Regions from separate parts of the Mus musculus genome. Here region 2 is linked to region 1. The links are chromatin contacts, called in public promoter capture Hi-C maps. All regions are on one chromosome and are shown on one strand. Each heading gives the region's core, a stretch centred on a gene start, on an enhancer-like site or on the middle of the called end of the contact. The rest is flanking DNA. Distances are from core to core; before and after follow the strand shown. Region 1 has its middle 25 kb from the start of Gm30217. Region 2 holds the start of Sar1b (secretion associated Ras related GTPase 1B).

Region 1 (5,663 bases), core at 2,775-5,274:
TGGAGGATCTGAGCCTCTTCTCCCTCCTCAGGCCTCTATGAGGACACACACACAAACACACAGACAAACATACAGATACACAGACACACAGACACATACACACATATACACACATAGACACAGAGACACACACACATATACACAGAGACACACACAGAGACATATACACACACACATACAAACAGAGAGAGACACATAAATAAAAATAAAATTTAAAAAGAATATACAAGAAAACAGAATAGTTCTAACCATTTGTATCAGTTATCTATTGATGGTTAACAAACCACGCCCAACACCATTCCTCATGCTTTGGACTCTGGCTGGCAGCTCAGAAGGGCACTTTTGAATAGCTTGGCTGCTGGTCTCTGCTGGGGTCCCTGCAAGGGCAGCCGTCCTGTAGGGTGGTCTTCCCTCATGCACCTGGCAATTGCATTGAGTCACAGTTCCATTAGGTCATTGCAGACCCTTATGTTTGTAGGATTCCCCACAGGTCACTGAGCAGGGCAAATGCCATAAATGGCTGCTTTTGCAAGTCTTTGTTGGCATCATGGTTGTTAATGTCTGATTGGCAAATTATAACAGTTCTGGGCCAAAGCAAGTCACCGAATCAGTGTAGAAAAAATTGTGCATAGGATTAGATAATGGGGTAACATTCTAGCCAGCCCTGGTAGTACAAGACTTTAATCCCAACACTTAGGAGGCAGAGGCAGGCAGGTCTCTGAGTTCAAGGGCTGCCTGGTCTACAGACTGAATTCCAGCCAGGGTTGTGCAAAGTGACCATGTCTCAATCCCAAACACAGAGGAGTAGGTGGGAGGGCTTATTAGACTATTAACCAAATTACCAAATGTGGTAGTTTGAATAGGTATGGCCCCTATAGACTCATGTGTTTGAATGCTTGGCCTATAGGGAGCAGCACTATTAGGAGGTGTGGCCTTGCTGGAGTGGGTGTGGCCTTGTTGGAGGAAGTGTGTCACTGCGGAGGTGGGCGTTGAAGTCTCATATAAGCTCAAACTATGCCTGGTCACACAGTCCCCTTCTTCCTGCGGATAAAGATGTAGATTTCTCGGCTCCTCCAGCACTGTGTCTGCCTTCGCACTGCCATGCTTTCAGCTGAGAGACCAGACCAACTCCATCTTGGGTTCAGGCTCCATCTTAGAGAACCTGACCTAAGACTGAACTCAAGTTAACCACCAGGCCTGCACCTAGCACTGGTCTCCAGGTCACTCCCTAACAAGCACCAATCAGGAGCAATGCAGAAGTTGTACCTAAAGATCTTTACCTATGAAAGTTTATGGTTTGGCTCCTAACACCAGCCAATCATTTCAAAGGGCAACAAATTCCATAGTACCCCGCCACACATAACCAGATGTGTGTCATGCTGGATACCTCCTTGCCTGCTTGCTTGCCTCTATAAATGCTTGCTTGAAACTGGACTCGAGGGTTTACTCCCCCCCACCCCCCGTCCTGCCGTATCAGTGACAATGGTGTGGCCCAAGCTTGAGCTTGAATAAAGACCCCTGTGTATATTGCATCAGAGTCGGCTCCTTGGTGGTCTTTTGGGGCTCACAAAATGGGCCATGAATTATGGACTGAACCTCTGAAACTGTAAGCCAGCCCCCAAAGAAATGCTTTCCTTTATAAGAGTAGCCTTGGCCATGGTGTCTCTTCACAGCAACGGAAACCCTAACTAAGACAACCAAATTAGCAAGAAAATCCATATTGCTTTGGATGATACCAAGAGAGAAAACTGTTAAAATGCAAGCAGAGAGTCCAGAGCTGGCAAGATGGCTTCAAGATGGTGGTTGTCACAGGCTGGAGAGACAGCTCAGAGGTTAAGGGTACTTGTTGTTCTTGCAAAGGACCAGATTCAATTCTCAGCACCTATAGAGAGGCTCACAACCATCTGTAACTCCAGTTCCAGTGAGCCTAATGCCCTCTTCTGTCCCGGTCCATAGCCACTGGGCATGTGCACAGTGTACACACATACACATGCATACATGCATGCATACATACATACATACAGGTAAACACTTATACACATAAAATATGTAAAAAAAATTCTAGCTGGTTCTGGTGGAACATTCCTTTAATTTAGAACTTGGAGGCAGAGGAATTCACAGATGAATTTCTGTGAGTTCAAGGCCAGCCTGGTCTACATAGTGAGACCCCATCTTAAAAACAACCAAACACACAGACACACACACACACACACACACACACACACAACCAGAGTGGGGGGAATGGCTAGAGAATTGGCTCAGTAGTCAACAGCACTTGTTTTTGTTGTTATTGTTGCTGAGAGAGAGAGAGTGAGAACAATTAACAAAAAGTGAACAAATGAACTAAATAATATAAGAGAAAGATGCACGGTCCCAGTGAGAGGCTCAGCAGGTAAAGGTGCTTGTTATTCAAGCCTGGAGACTGGAGTTCAAGCCCCGGAACCGATTTTTTAAAAAGGATGGAGGGAAGGGACATCACAAACTCATCCTTTGTCTTCCAAGTTGCATGGTGTCGCATGCCTTCCCGCACTGAGAGGAAACATCCGGGTGTGGTGGCTTGTGCCTATAATCCCAGCACTTGGGAGGCTAAGGCAGGAGGATTACTGCGGGTTCCTGGCTCACACATCTGTAATCCCAGCACGGGGATCACCCTGAGTTGGAGGTGAGCCTGAGCTACATAAGGAGTTCCTGGGCTGCAAAGTGAGAGCTTGTCTCAAGAAACAAATCAAAAAGGGGAAGGGAAGTGGAGGGGAGGGGAGGGGGAGGGAGAAGGTGTCAGATACTTTGACTGGGAGAGTGGCTTTCTGGTTTCCTGGGTGCACCGACCTCAGTGCATTTAGTCCTGTGTTTCCCGAGGATCTTCCCGATGCCAGGCACTGTGCCAACCGGGAGAGCGGTTGGGTTGCTCTGGGATAATGTGAACTGAGCATCCTGGCACGGAAGCCCCGGGTCAGCTGCGGCTCAGTGGTGACCCTGTGATCATTATGTTCATATCTCTCTATTGGTTTCTAAGACATGGCATTGAGCGTTCCGCTGCGGAGGTACAGGGCCGGGCTCTCATTAGTCCTGCTTGGTTGTACCTGAGGCATGCTCATTAGTCTGTGTTTGGCTGTTCCCTGCGGTTGCTAAGGCTCCCAGCCCAGAGTGTAAACAAATCATCACTAGCAGAACCCTGGGTGAGAGGCCCTCTGTGCAGCAGTGCAGGCCTTGCCGGGGTCAGGAGGAGGCATCCCAAGGAGACACACAGTCTCCCTGGTCCTCTGCCCAAGCTGAGCTCTGGCCCTCATTCCTTCCTGAGTGTGCCTCTCCGCATCCACTTCAGCCACACAATCAAACATTTCTAACAAAAAGAAGAACCTGATGTGACATCACATTTAGGGAGTGTGTAAATTTGCTGTTATGAAGCTGTGGTCCTGAGCTTAAAGGAACTTTGTTGGGGGTAGAATGCAGTTGGCTTCGTTTTATCAGTGTGAGAGTTCTCTGAACATTCTAGAAGCCCTTGATGCCTTGGCTAAGCATATGCGAGAGCTCAGAAGGCCTGTGGTACCATGTCTGTTTGGCCTCAGAGGTGGTACATTGGCCTCTGACCTCGTGCTCTTAAACAAGGCAGTTCCACGTCCTGGAATATCTTGGGGGGCAAAGAAGCAGCACCCCAAGAGGCCACCCACTGCAGCACAAAGCATTCTGTCACTGCAATCTCCTTAGCTGAAGTGGGAAGACTCTGGCTTTGAAATTTCACTAGGCTCCCAGTAAAGCCAGTTTCCTTCTGGTCTGAGGCCGAGGAAGTCCTGTGTCAGAGCATGTCCAAGCCTAGGCGTTGGCACTACAGCCTGGCGGCTGGTGGGAGAGAAGCCATAAGAGGGCCCTACAGTGTGCAGGCCTGTCTGGACCATTCTTTTCCCATGGCCCCAAGCCTAAAGCTCCGGAGTTCCCTGCCAGCGTTGCCGCCTCACAGGCTGGCACCGCCTGCTCATGTGGAAGGCCTATAATTTGTGACTCATGGCCTGTCGCCGACTAGGTGTTGGCAAGCTCAGTGCCCGGAAGCACTGACTCACCAGGCTGGTCTGTGCCCGCAGCCTCCTCATGGGCATCGGGAGTAGTAAGGTCCACCAGGAGTTGCTAAGGACAGCTAGTTTAGCCCTTGAGAAGGGCGAAGGTGAGAGGCAGGACTGTCTCTGGGGCTTGGATACCAGTCAGAGGTTATTGAAACCCAAAACATTGGTGCTGTGTCAGGTATGAAAGCTTTCATCTCAGGAAGGCTCACGAAGGCCTTGACACCCATCGGCTTGTATTATAATCATAAAAAAGTGTCACGGGGGGAGGGGGCTGGTGAGATGGCTCAGCGTGATCTTCTGAAAGTCCTTAGTTCAAATCCCAGCAACCACATGGTGGCTCACAACCATCCGTAAGGAGATCTGACTCCCTCTTCTGGAGTGTCTGAAGACAGCTACAGTATACTAACATATAATAAATAAGTAAATAAATCTTTAAAAAAGAAGTGTCATGGGTTGGTCTCATGCTGCCTTCATTCAAATGCTAAATTCTGTACCCCAAGATCAGGTTGCTCCAAGACAAGCAGATCTTCATGTATACCAGCTTTTGTTGTGTAAACCTTGCCCCCCCCCAAGTTATCCATGATTGGTTAATAAAGATGCCTACAGCTTATAGCTGGGCGGAAAAGAGGTAGGCAGGGCTGAAGGGTCCCAGGCTTAGAGTCTCAGGGAGAGACCATGAGGAGAGAGAGAAAAGGACACTGGAGAAGAAGGAAGTCATCGTGGGATAGGTAGGCGGGTCATGAGCACGTGGACATGAGGGCCGGGACAGTTGGAGTAGGAGCGGCCCAGGAGGAACATGACGAGCGATATCTCAGGGTTATTGACAGAAAAGCAGCCAAAATAATAGCACAGAGAGCTGACGTCTGCCCAGCTCTGGTGCTTTAAGGCTTATTATAAATATAAAGGTTTGTGTCTTTTATTTGGGAACTAAATGATCTAAGACGGGGTAGGAGCCCCCAAATAATATTTACCACAACACTGAAGACACATTAAAGCAGTGTTTTTCAGCCGGTGGGTCATGACCCCTTTGAGAGAGGTCACCTAAGACCATTGGGAAGCACAGATATTCACATTACGATTCATAATAGTAACAAAATGACAGTTATGAAGTAGCAATGAAATAATTTTACTGTTGGAGGTCACCACAACATGAGGAACTGCATTAAAGGGTCGCAGCATGGGAGGTTTGAGAACCTCTGCATTAAAGGAATTCTTTTCCCTTATGGTCAAGACAATGAAAGCTCTGGCCTGGGTTTTTTACTTTTTTTTTTTTTTTACTGGGTTTTTTACTCGTTTTTTTTTACATTTACTTCAACAGATTAGTCATTGGCTAAAGGGCCACCCCTCTGGAAGATGGGGCTACCCTTTAGGAGTGTGGATTTACCCTGGCCACACTAAAGAGATAGGAAGAACAATTAATTATCCTTCAATGAGATAATGTACTGTTTACAGTTTTCACTCCTATTATTTGTGTGTGTGTGTGTGTGTGTGTGTGTGTGTGTGTGCATGCTGTACCTGAAGAGGCCAGGAGAGGGCGCCAGATGCCCTGGAGCTGTTGTTTATAGCTCTTATGAGCTACCCGACCTGGGTGACGGGAGCCAAACTCTA
Region 2 (5,788 bases), core at 221-2,720, 570 kb before region 1:
GTCCCAAATGTGCAGATGCAGGAACTGAAAGCTGAAGTGACTAGTAACTCATGGGGACAGACCAAGTGTTGTGGCGGCTTCTTCTTCTTCTTCTTCTTCTTCTTCTTCTTCTTCTTCTTCTTCTTCTTCTTCTTCTTCTTCTTCTTCCTCCTCCTCCTCCTCCTCCTCCTCCTCCCCTTCTTCTTCTTCTTCTTCTTCTTCTTCTTCTTCTTCTTCTTCTTCTTCTTCTTCTTCTTCTTCTTCTTCTTCTTCTTCTTCTTCTTTTTATGACAGGGTTTCTCTGTATAGCCCTGGCTGTCCTGGAACTTACTCTGTAATCCAGGCTGGCCTCAAACTCAGAAATCCACCTGCCCTTGCCTCCCAAGTGCTGGGATTAAAGACATTTGCAACCACTGCCTGACTTAAGTGTTGTATTTTACAACTCTGCCCATGAAATAAAAACTGGTAATATGGTACGATTGAGATTCTTCAAAAAAATGATCTGAGTTTTTATTTTTCTGTTCTTCCATACTTTAAATAATAAACATGTCACCCTTTGTTCAGTGTGGTGTACTTGTGGAAGTCAGATGACAACTTTCCCAGGAGTTGATTCTGTTTATTCAGTTTGTGGGTTCCAGGGATTAAACTCCTAGTTGTCACTTGATGGCAGATGTAGAGTGGCTATGTAGAGAGACCCTTTCTCAAACAAGACAAACAGGACCCACTTTTGTGTGTGTGTTACAGGGGACTGAACTCAGAGTATTTTATAATCTAAGGCAGGCATTCTACCATTGAGCTCTATTTCCAGCCATCTCCCTATAAAAGGTGTATTTAGGTGGAAATTAAGAAAGACATTTTAATATAGGCTTGAGCACGAGGGTTAAGAGCAAGGGATGTTCAGAGGACAAATGAGACACGTCCAAGAGCAGGGTGTGGGCTTTCCAAAGAATTGCAGGAAGTAAAACATATCCTAGCATAAACTCAAGGGTCACTCAAAAGATGTAGTTTTAGGAAAGAGATGCCAAGTTGGACCTGGTGCTACAAGGTTGCAATCCCAGTTTCTCAGAAGCAAAGGCAGGAAGATGATACATTCACGACTTGCCTGAGCAACTTTGTGAGATCCTGTTTCAACATTAAAATAACTAAAGGGTGGCAAATGCGTTTTGGTGGTGGACTGCAACCCCCTATTACTGAGAGGGGGGAAAAGAAAGAAACAGCCTGGTGGTGGTGGTGACCCATACCTTTAAGAGGCAGGTGATCTCTTAAGTTTGAGGCAGCCCGGTCTACAAAGTGAGTTCAAGGACAGCCAGGACTACACAAAGAAACGAAAAACCAACCAACAAACAAACAAACAACCCCCCCCCCCCAAAAAAAAAATCTCACATGCCTCTTGGGGTTGGAGTGAAGTGGTCCGGAGCACAGGGATTGGTGGCGAGACCGCAAGGAGGCGGAACTGAGGGCGAGCGGGGCCTGGGACCTGCGGACTGTCACTAGCGAGGCACCCGCCGACCCGGAAGGAGCTGAGAAGAGCTGGGGCCCTGGCAGCCATAGCGCTTTGCACAGCCGGCTTGGAGCGTGTAGGACGGGCACGGAGCAGGGTTGCGTTCTCTGAAGTCGCAGGTGAGTGGCAGTGCCCTCGTCGGGCAAGAGAGCGGGCGACAGCTGTGGCCCTTCGGAAGGCCACTCTTTATGCTGCCCACTCACCCAGAGCTCTTGTCTCGGGTCCTTCGCGAACAGGGAGCCTGTTGTTTTGGGTTTTGTTTTTGTTTTGTTTTTTTCACGCAGGGTGAGGGACAACACCGATCCCTACCTGCGGAAACCGCTCTAGTGGCTCTAGGGGTAAAACAGTGGTTGCCACAGGGCAAGTATTTCAGGAAAGAGTGAGAGTACCGCACGCGAGACTCTTTTCCTTCCCCTGGCCCTCAGTTTCCCCATTTGGTAGGATGAGCGAATTAGGGGTCATAGACAGCTGGAGAGGCTAGGACGGCTCTGTGTTGTCCCAGTAAGTGTGGCGGTCACTGGGCCTCCTCATTCTCCGTACTTACCGTATAGCTCAAGCCGGGTTGAATGAAGGGGAAAGATACTAATGGGGGGAAAAGTCAAGATTTTACGATAAGATAAAATTTATTTTGAAAGGTTCAAGTGTAGTCTTGTTAACTGAAGGAAAAAAATTTATTAGGAGTTTAACGTATTGGGATGAAGTAAATTGAACTTACTGTCACGTATTTGAACATTCTTAAATCAAGCTCTGTGTGGGTGTCATCTTACCTTGAATGTCTGTGTCCTTTGTTTAAATATTGGTCAGAGTAGTTACAGTGAAAAAGAAGGTGCCACCTGTACAGCACCGCAGTCTGCTAAGGAAGACACCCCTGTCAATTATTTTACAGGTGACCAATAAGGGTGATTTTACAGTTTGCCAATGATGAGTGTCATCAGTCAAACAGGGCAATGCATGCCTACCATTGCACCTTTTGGTACATTTGGGTTTGTGACCACAATATTTTGACCTTTAAAAAATTTTTGTTTGAACATAGGCAGGCACTCTGACCCTACAATTCCACCTACTCAAGAGGGCAGGGGCATCATTTGAGCCAAGTCTGCCTTCGAAGATCTTATCTCAAGAAAACAAAATTGGTCTCAGAGTTAAGCTGCTCCCAGGCATTTCTGAGTTTACAGAAAAGGAAAGTGTCCTTGTTGTCAGGATGTTAGAGAAGCGATTCTGTAGTTGTGAAGTTTTGCAGTTTGAATACGGTGAACTCTAGATTTCCTCTGCCTTGTGCTATTGGAGTAGAAATGTAAGCAGGACTTGACACAAAGGAGCAGTCTATCAGATGTGGAAATCACTGCCACCTCATTCGAAACTTACAAACTAGAGTGCTATAGCAGTGATTCACCTCATCCCCACCCCTCTCTCACGGACAAAGTTGGCTGAAACTCACTGAAATTACTTTTTTTGCAAAACATGATAAAGTTTCTCCATTGTATGTACTTTTTACAAAAAATTTGGTTATTGTTTTATTAATGTTGGTAATGTTTTATTACATATGTATTATGAGTGTGTCTGAGTTAAAGATCATATCAGGGAATTCATGCCAAGGTGTGGGTTTCTGAAATTAAACTCAGGTCATCGGGCTTGGTGATAGCACCTTGACCTAATAAGCCATCTGGATAGCCTTCTATTGGTGTTTTGAGGATGGAATTTATTATCAGATATACCAGTCTGAGTTGTCTTAGTCCACTAGAGGCAAGTCCAAATTCACTGCCAGTCTCACAACATTCTTTTAGTTGTTAAGACTAGGTCTTGCTTTGTAGTCCAGGCTGGCCTCTTTGAGATTCTCCCCCATCAGCCTCTCAAGTGTTCTCTCTCCCTCTTTCCCTCTCTTTCCCTTCCTCCTTTTTTCTACTATCCTTTTGACAGAAGGTTTTTTCTTCTTCTCCTGTTATACACTCTTAAAGCTGTATTTCTTGTGGTCTTAACCTTCTTTCAAATGGCTGCCACTTTTCTCCAGAGGAAACAAGTACCCACTTTTTAAAAATTAAATGAATTAAAAAGTTTAATTCAGGGCTGTAGACATGGCTCAGCTGCCCTTCCTGAGGTTCTGAGTTCAATTCTCAGCAACCACATGGTGGCTCACAAACCATCAGTAATGAGATCCGGTGCCCTTTTCTGGCGTGTCTGAAGACACTGACAGTGTGCTCAAATATATAAAATAAATAAATCTTTTAAAAAGTTTAATTCATACAATTGCTTTGTATTGGGGATTGAGCTGGAGTCAGTTATTGTCCCGTAAGCTGTTTTAGGTAAGATGTGTGAAGCAGAGCACTTCTGAGATTTAGTGTGCAGAACACCGAGGTGCAAGGCAGATGGGGTTGTGCATCCCTTTAGTGCAGCCCTCAGGCAGGGGTGGCTGGGGCTCACGGAAAGTCCCAGGCCAGCTACATAGTGGCACCCTGTCAACAAACAAACAACAATAACAGAACTTGGTCAAGCATAGTTTTACCTGGTAGCACAGGCTGGCCTTGAACTTTGGATCTCATGTCTACCTCCCAAGTGAGTAGATTACAGGCCTGTGTGCTATCCCATGCCTGGCTTATGTGCTGTCAAACTGCAAGCTAAGCAAGCACTCTACTAACTGAGCTATGTCTCCAGCCTGTCCTTTGTATTTCTAGTGGTAAATTAGATTACAGATAGCATGCTATCTCTTTGTCTTGTATGTGGGGGAGGGATTGTGTATGCCATGTTGAGCATGTAGAGATCAGAGTACAACCTGGGGAAGTTAGCATACAAAATAATGAGTTTTATTGTGACTTTTTAAAAGCTCTATGTTATGGGTATTTTGCCTGCATCTATTTATGTGTATGGGTCTTTTGCCTACATATATGCATTTGTACTGCATGCATGCCTGATGCCTGTGGACCAGAAGTAGCCATCAGATCCCCTGGAATTAGAGTTACAGATGTTGTGAGCCACCATGTAGGTGCTGGGAACTGAGCCTGGGTCAGCAAGAACAAGAGGTCTTAACGTCTGAACTGCCTCCCCAGCCCCTGTGTTAACATTTTCATCTTCGTGTATCTTGCTTATATTTGCTGTGCTGTTTTTGGTCGTCATTGTTGTCTGTTGGAGACAGAATCTCATTAGTCCAAGCTGGCCTTAATTCACTATGATCTGTCATGTCACAAATGCTGGACTTATAAGCACACCATACTCCAAGAATAGTGGTATACACATTTAATTCCAGCACTGGGAAGGCAGAAGCAGGCAGATCTCTGAGTTCAAAGCCAGCCTGATCTACACAGTGAATTCCAGCCCAACTAGGGCTACTCAGTAAGATCCTGACTCAATAAAAATAAAAAAAGAATCATAATGTAGTCCATTGCTGGTCTCAAACCAGGAATCCTTCAGCCTTAGCCTAGAGCTATGATCAGGTGAGTGTCACACTTTTTGGTTTGTAGTGAAATTTCTGTGCCTGTGTTTGCAGGATACTTTCCTAATACTTGCTATGGTGGCACTCAGTGACAATATATTCCTATGCAACATGGAAACAGGGCTGGCAAGGTGCTTCCTCTGGTCAAAGTGCTTGCTGCACAAGTCTGGCAGCCTGAGTTCAAGCCCCAGTGCCTACAAAGCTGTCCTCTGACCTCCACACAGGTGCCATGACACATGAGCCCCTAACACACACACACACACACACACACACACACACACACACACGTCAGTAGATTTTAAAATGAGAATGCTATTGATTAATTTCATATTAAAAGTTATTAAGTTGGGCATGGTGACATGCTTATAACTCTAGCACTTGGGAAATGAAGTCTGAGCTACATGGTAACTTGTCTTTTAAAAATAAAAACCTCAAGAATAAGGATTCTGTTTCCTCATAAATTATTTGTAAACATAAAATGTCCATTTAAGGTTTTTATTTGCTTTTATGTCGAATGATAGCTTTATTGAACTAGACTTGACATACCGTAATATTCTCCATTTTATAGTATGCAGAGTGTTCCCAGTATAGTCACAATGTTACACAACCTTCACCACTATTCTAGAACATTTTTTCTCACCTCTGAAAGCAACCCTGTTCCCATTAGCAGTTGCCCAGACTCCTCTCCCCCTTCTGACAGCACTAATCTGCTTGCTCTCAAGCAGATTTGCCTGCGTGGACATTTCACGTGGAGAGTTATCCATACAAGTTCAACGAGTCAGAGTTTTAAGCAGTGATTTGTAACCTGAGTTCTGTTCACTGCGCTGATTTTCATGTTACATGAGTAGATTGCAAAGTCTTTTCCTGTTTGGTGTTCGTGCAAT

The links. Promoter capture Hi-C pulls out the DNA fragments that hold promoters and counts their contacts.
Region 2: a promoter capture Hi-C map of hippocampal neurons shows a contact between it and region 1, with 2.7 times the contacts expected there. The contact joins the promoter of Sar1b here to the enhancer-like site in region 1. A contact is called at or near these places in 6 of 39 promoter capture datasets (the 3T3-L1 cell line, 3T3-L1-derived adipocytes, the C10 cell line and 3 more), 2 of 15 datasets of contacts at CTCF or cohesin (embryonic stem cells and large pre-B cells), 2 of 484 Hi-C or Micro-C datasets (Th1 cells and embryonic stem cells), 9 of 115 datasets of contacts at active chromatin or transcription factors (the 230-238 cell line, astrocytes, bone marrow-derived macrophages and 6 more) and 1 of 9 other capture datasets (liver).

What each region holds. Positions count from the first base shown.
Region 1 is chr11:52,329,862-52,335,524 of GRCm38.p6, forward strand. No RefSeq gene overlaps it. Among named protein-coding and RNA genes, the nearest start is that of Gm30217, 25 kb to the left of the region's middle. Within about 2 kb of position 4,025, at least 145 of the 459 cell types and tissues checked have an H3K27ac peak or open chromatin away from gene starts, as enhancers often do. A contact at or near this core is called in astrocytes, hippocampal neurons, memory CD8 T cells and 1 more, where this site is marked.
Region 2 is chr11:51,762,193-51,767,980 of GRCm38.p6, forward strand. Sar1b (secretion associated Ras related GTPase 1B) reads left to right here and starts at 1,471. Exons shown (of 7, transcript NM_025535.2): 1 at 1,471-1,599.